Linked DNA regions of Mus musculus: region 1 is linked to region 2. A link is a contact called in public HiChIP or PLAC-seq data. All regions are on one chromosome and are shown on one strand. The core of a region is the stretch at or near the end of the contact, and the rest is flanking DNA. Distances in the headings are between cores, read along the strand shown. Region 1 has its middle 14 kb from the start of Gm35218. Region 2 overlaps Fndc3a (fibronectin type III domain containing 3A).

Region 1 (3,288 bases), core at 205-2,704, 140 kb before region 2:
AGGCCCTGCGCTTGCTGTTTCAGCCTCTGTGAGTTCATAGAGACTTTGCTCAGTTGATTCAGAGGGCCTTGTTCTCCTGGGGTCCTCCATCCCCTCTGGCTCCTACACTCGTTCCTCCTCCTCTTTTCTTCCTCCTCTACTACAGGGTTCCCAGAGTTCTGAGGGGAGGGATTTGATAGAGACAACCCTTGTACTGCAGAATGTTCCAAGGTCTCTGTGTGTAATGTCTGGCTGTAGGTCTTTGGTATTTGTTCCCATCTGTTCTAGAAGGAAGCTTCTGTGATGACACCTGAACGAAAACATTGATCTATGACTATAACAGAATATCATCAGGAGTCATTTTATCACTAATTAACACACACACACACACACACACACACAAATATATGTGATTTTTTTACCCAAGGTTTCTGAGCTATGTAGTCTCTGTACTTGTTCATCCAAGTAGTGTCTACACTGCTACATGAGTCAGCACCAGGTCCTGTGTGTATGTGTGTTTTATAGGTTACACCTTGTGGAATTGTCCTTAAGTCAAATAATACATAGGTTGGTTATTCCCCAAAACTTGGGGTCACTTTTGCTCTAGCATGTTTTGCAGGCAATAGCAATGTAGATCAAAGGGTTTGTTGAATAGATTTTTGTAACCAAATTGACCAGTACCCAGCTCTGATTCTCTTTGAGAGTATTAGGCCAGGCTTGATACTTACCAGAAGTTTAGAAACTCATGACAGACCATGACAAAACAGAATCACATGTGGCAATGAGTATCCCCACCCTAGCCCATCCCCACTTTTAATAACCTAAAATTACCATTAGACACAGTAACCACTATGCTTAACAAAGTCCAGTGAATTTTGTTGACAGCTCTCAACTCAGTTGAGGCTGAGCCTGCTTTGTGGTCTCCCTTCAGTAATCTACTCATAGCTTTAATAACTCAGGATGTTGTTTTCGAATTTCTTAAGTAAGCTGTGTTACTACAATGTCACAGTCCCCACACAGTCCTGGAAGTGATTCATTTTCTTGTTAACTTGTGCTATATATACTCTAGAAAAATGAGTTGGCATTTCTAAGAATACCTGATAGAGAACACGAGTCTTTCCCTTCCTGTCATCTGAACCCTTTGAAGTCACAGGCAGTGCAATGTGTAGGCAGCTAACATACACACTCAAACTCACAGGACCCGGCAGGACAGGGCTTTACTGTTTGTTTTCCTGGTATTAAATTGTGTCTCAACTCTGAGGAAATTTTATGTATAAACAAATAACACTAGCTAGAAAATTTCATCATGCTGATTATTAAAGGCCTTTAAATAACAACTAAAACAAAGACCGATCTTTGTCTCCCAGAAGGTTTGTTTCTTTTGTTCCCTTGACTGAAAACTCGACCAGATATGAAACCAAGCAGGACTCCACTAAGATTCATTCTCTCATTTCCTGGTTCTAGATACACACAGGAAAGATGAAGGGGAGCAGGAGAGAGAGTGGCTGTCTTCTAAATTCATCTCTGTAAGTGAGCTAAGATGAATAAAACGGGCCACACACACAAAGGTGCTGTGTACATACGGATGCTCCTTCGGGAAATTGGAGTTGTGGAAAAGTTAAGGTTTTGTTACGAGGCCCTTGCTGTATGCCTTGAGATCAGCTCAGGTTTGCTGAAATGAGGCTTCGTAGTTAAAACAACAGAGTTCTCCAGATGCATCTCTCAGAACAGAAAAAAAAAAGAAAGAAAGAAAAGAAACAGGAAGTGATCAGGAAGCGTCAGAACAACAAAAATAGATTTTACGAAACGTGTTCACTTGCCTCGGTAGCACACCTGGACTCCTGCAATGCTTGCACAGACCTTTATTTCTTACTGTATTCAAGAGAGGTTAATGACTCTTCTCAGAGAGATTAGAAGAAAGGAAAGCTAGAAGATGCGTGGCTGAGGGGAGTGCTAGCAATCTTCAAAGGGGAAGGCCAGCAATCCAGCATGGAGAGGAAACGTTACATTTGATTTGATGAGAAAGCATACATTTGAAGATTTCCACTCAGGACATAGATGTTTAGCTTCCCCTTTCTTTAACAGGGAGTGTGTGTGTATAGGGTGTTTGGGTGTAGCATACGTGCATATGATATGTGTGTGAGAGTGCGCATGCCCCTGTGTGGCCGGCCCTGTGTGGACACTGGGGTTTCTTCTTTTGTACTCCATCTTGTTTTTTGAGGCAGGGTTGCTCACTGAACCTGAAGCTTATTATTATTTTATTGAGGCTGGCCAGAGGATCTGCCTGTCCTCACCTCCCAAGCATGGTGTTACAGCATACCCAACCATGCCCCCCCTTTTTATGTAGGCAATAGGGATTTGAACTCAAGTCCTGATGCTTTCAACAACTTCTACCCACTAAGCTATCTCCCTGGTTTCTTGTGCTTTCCCCCATTTTAGCAAAGAGTTGTCACTGAAAAGTGAGTGCCGAGCCAAGGTCTGTATTTCTATCCACCCACCTTCACAGGCACCCTTTGTAATTTGTTGTGCCTGTATGATTAAACCTTAGCCAAAGGAAGTTTTAGTTCACCAGCCCGAGGCTCCATAACAATCCATGCACTTTATTCCTCTGCTTCCTGGATGTCAACATTCAGGAGCAGCCTTGCAAGCTTGATATTAAAAATGGCAGTGCCACCATTAGACTGAATCCCTGAACAACATACACATGTATTCCTACCACTGCCCCTATTTGACATACAACTGCACTAATGCTATTATGTGAACATAAAATAAACCTCTATTACATTAAGTCTAAAATGACTAAGGCAAAATGAGGCCTGTGCTTTAAATGATAAACTGCGTACAGATCTTGTGTTTAAGTAGGGTGAAGGGCACAGTGGCCCTAGACCCCCATAGCAGGCATTTTGGAGCATCATGGAAATTCAGTTTTCAAGTTTCTGTTTTGAATAAGGATAACCCAAGGGAAGACGTACAGATCGTGGTGGGGTGATGCTTTCAAGCGTGGTTATCTTAGGATAGCCTCATCCCCTAGGGAGCTCCTGACTTTAGTTAGTTGGAAACGTCATCTTGTTCTCTAAAAGTGTCAGATAAGAGAACCTTCAGGAGTCATGCCTGTTGATTTTGCACCTTTACAGACTCCTTGATCTCTGGAACTCCTGAGCGACGCTAGAGTCACCAGACAATGAATGGGCACCTGCCGTACACCCAAAGCCACAATCAAGAAATACCAGCTATGACAGGAGACTCGAAAGCTGCACTTGGGCTCAGCTAGGAGACCGGCTGTATTCCTCTTCATGGCTGATGCTAACC
Region 2 (3,505 bases), core at 870-3,369:
CAGCAAGCATTGTCTCACTGACCCATGTCCCAGCTCCTAATCACAACATTTCAAAGAGAAATTTATAGCTAGACACTTATATATTAAAAATTAAATCTGAGACATACCAAATAATTTATTTAACATTTTTAAAATTCTGTTTTATGTGTATGAGTGCTTATCTGCAGGTATATGGATGTGTCCCATGTGCATGCCTGGTGCTTATAGAGGTCAGAAGAGGGTGTCAGATCCCCCTGAAGCTAAAATGATGATCATTGTGAGCCACCATGTAGGTGCTGAGAATGAATAGTCAGCATTGTTAACCCTTGAACTGTCTCTTCAGCTTCAGTTGAGTTTTGCATCTCAAGATCTTAGAAAAATAAGAACAAATATAAAGTTAGCGAATATTGGAATGATAGCAAAGATTAGGCAAGAAATAATGAAATGGAAGCAAAAAGAACAATACAAAAAATGAAATGGCTGGTTGGATGTTCATCATATTAAGCAATATACACCAGACTCAGAGTGACAAGTATTTTCTCTCACTTGTGGATCTAGAACAACAAAACATATATTTATTACTATGTATGTGATATGTATCTACCATGTATGTGAACACACATGCATGAGTGAACGGCATGAAAGCAGAAGAGACACATGGAGAGGAAGAGTTAGAATACCTGTGGGAAAAGGAGGAAGTGTAAGTCGAGACAGTATAGGGAATAAATATATATGGTCAAAGTATATGAAATAACTTGAAAGAAGTTGCCTTTGTGAAACAGAACTATATATAATAAGTATAATAGCAATATAATAAGGGAAATATTTGAAATAAGTATTTATAGAAATGGGCATTCTTGTCTTTTCCTGATCTTGAAGAAAAACTTCCAGGCTTAGTTATTACATATAATCTTCCCTGTGGTTTTTTATATATAGTCTTTATTTTTTTTGCTTTCAGTTTTTATCTTTTTCATGAATGAGTATTGAATTTATTGAATGGTTTTACTAGACAGTTTGAGATGATGTGGTCTTTAACTTTCAAAGATTATTGTATTGAAAAAATGTACAGAACAGTACATGAAAGATGAACATGTAGTGTTTACAATTTAGTAGTTGTGGTCCATTTAACAGCTCCTGGGTCAAGTCACAGAGCAGAGTCAGCATCCCAGAAACTGTTACCTGCCCCCATCTTTAACTCCCCAGAGGCAACCAGTGTGTTGATTTAACAATAAATTGTGTTTGAGCTTTCTTCAAAGTTGAACAGTATGTATTCTCTTTGTTTTTCACTCACATTGTATTTGAGAAATTTTACTCCCTGTTCTCTGAATTGACAGTTTATTATTTTCTTTGGTTTATATAGTTATTGAATAGATTGGTTGATTTCTAAGGGGCATTAGGTTGTCTCTGGTTTTAAAGGACTATTAAATCAAGTTGCTACAAACTCATATACTTACATGTGTGTTGGTCCACTTATATTTCAATAAGTGCATGCATTACTTTTGGGCATCTGTTGTGAGTCTTTGTGGTCAGAGCATAAACAGCATCCACTACATGTATGTGCCCAGCTTTGGTAGATAGGACTGTGGATCTAAGTGGTAGTGCCTGCCTCACTTGGCCTGGCTTCAAACCCTAGCATGAGAAACAAACTTTGATAGATTCTAGAAGAGTTTTTTCAAAATGATTGTAGGACTTTGTTAGTTACTGATTGCTATTTTGTTAGTTTCAATGCCACTTGACATAGTCAGTCTTAGACAGGTTTTCTCCTCCTAAGGGTGCCCACCCAGTCATATGCCATTCCAAGTTCAAATTAATTTTCCAAACCAATATATGATTTTGAGAATATTTTGTTTATTGGTACTTTGAATTCCTTCAGTTGTCTGTGGTGTAACTCAGTCCTCAGTCCACACACACACAAAAAGGAAAAAGAGAAGAGAAATGAGTGCAGTGAGGAGGAGGAGGAGCTTGTGGCCTTGTGGACCCAGGGGACCATAGCAGAGGAGGGTTGGAGTCTACCTGCATGACACCGAGAGGCTGTCTGTTAATGAAATACAAGTTCATTGCTATTATAACAAGGAGAAGGGGGAGGGAGGGGTGAAGGAAGAAAAAGAAAGAGGAAGCGGGGAACAAAAATGAAGTACTTACACACTCTCTTTAATTGGGAGTTTACTTCCTGAAAGTGTCTGCTCTTACATAATAAAATTGTGAGATTTGCAAGAGTCAAAATAACATAAAGATTCTTTGCCGCCTTAAAATTCTTTGTAAATTCCACAGAGAAATTATTTGATGTGATTCACAGTATTACGTTTTGTCAGTCTTTTAATAGTTTAGTAATGTACATTATGGCAGAAGTTAATGTGTTCATATGCATGTGTATGTAGTATAAACACTGTCTAAGTGGTGTGCCTTTCCATGAGTCAGCTAATCATATACAGTGTTCTCTATTGCCATTTTTAGTGTGAAATCATCAATAAGTACCTGTGTTGAATGCATTTTAAGAGTCTCAGCACTTTCTAATACAGCTAAACAGAAAATTGTTGTCAAGTTGAGTCAACTTCTATGGGAGTTTCTATGCAGATTCAACATTTTAAAATAGTGTGAATTTCATCTTTGAAAATTGAATGTCTTGTCCCTTAGCACTGACTTGGTGAATGTGACAGGCATCCAGAAATGACTCCATAAAGCTCAGCGTCGACTTAGTAGCACGTGTGACTGTGGTCATTTTGCTCAGTTTGCTGATGTTTATTGGTTCATGCAGTATAAACTAATCCTACCATCCCACCTTGCCGTATGAGTGCTAGTACACCCTTTCATTCACATAAGATTCATTGTGCTGTACAGTTGTTCTCAGAGCAGATGAATGGATACTGGAAGAGCTTAAAACTTAAAATTTGAAGGCTCTTGCCCTGATCCTGAACAACTCCCCCCTCCCCCTTAAACTGTGTTACTTTGTGTGAGGATTCAGTAGAAAATCATGATTCTTTTTGTATAGTGCCTCAAGGCAAACAGGACGATGAGGGAGATTGAGCCTTTGTAATTTTACCTTGTCAGCTCAAAGAAAAGTGTCAGAGGTACGGTTACCTCATTCAGCCATTGCAGCTTGATGTCTTTCAGGATGTAGATTGAATAGTGATGAGTAAATTAAATTCCCTATCTAGGAATGGAAGGATGGAGATGCAGAAAGTGTAAATAGAGCTTCTGGTATTAGCGTTAGGTTGAGGATAACTAATAGTTACCTTGGTTGGGTTGTATGAAATACATTTTCCCAAGTAGTTGATTGAAAAAGAAGTCAGGTGATCTTTTTGGTCTTCCTTGGACAGTTTGTTTGTTAGTGAGGCAATTCCTGATTGTATTTTAATGTATTTTCTGGATGTATACTTCAGTGGTTATGTCTTTTTGTTTTGCAGAGTTGGAGGGCTTTCCGGTATATTGATGCCTTATTGATAATGGCAGAACACCCGCCTTTGCTAGACACAGCTCAGATTTTAAGTAGCGACATCTCTCTTCTGTCTGCCCCTATTGTAAGTGC

The links. HiChIP or PLAC-seq counts read pairs in DNA pulled down with a chosen protein or histone mark.
Region 1: an H3K4me3 HiChIP or PLAC-seq map of bone marrow-derived macrophages shows a contact between it and region 2, with 3 times the contacts expected there. The contact joins two enhancer-like sites. A contact is called at or near these places in 1 of 15 datasets of contacts at CTCF or cohesin (CD8 T cells) and 2 of 115 datasets of contacts at active chromatin or transcription factors (CD8 T cells and bone marrow-derived macrophages).

Annotation. Positions count from the first base shown.
Region 1 is chr14:72,820,212-72,823,499 of GRCm38.p6, reverse strand. No RefSeq gene overlaps it. Among named protein-coding and RNA genes, the nearest start is that of Gm35218, 14 kb to the right of the region's middle. Within about 2 kb of position 1,454, at least 66 of the 459 cell types and tissues checked have an H3K27ac peak or open chromatin away from gene starts, as enhancers often do. A contact at or near this core is called in bone marrow-derived macrophages, where this site is marked.
Region 2 is chr14:72,683,650-72,687,154 of GRCm38.p6, reverse strand. Fndc3a (fibronectin type III domain containing 3A) reads left to right here. Exons shown (of 26, transcript NM_207636.2): 2 at 3,384-3,505. The coding sequence starts at 3,423. Among named protein-coding and RNA genes, the nearest start is that of Fndc3a, 25 kb to the left of the region's middle. Within about 2 kb of position 2,119, at least 34 of the 459 cell types and tissues checked have an H3K27ac peak or open chromatin away from gene starts, as enhancers often do. A contact at or near this core is called in bone marrow-derived macrophages, where this site is marked.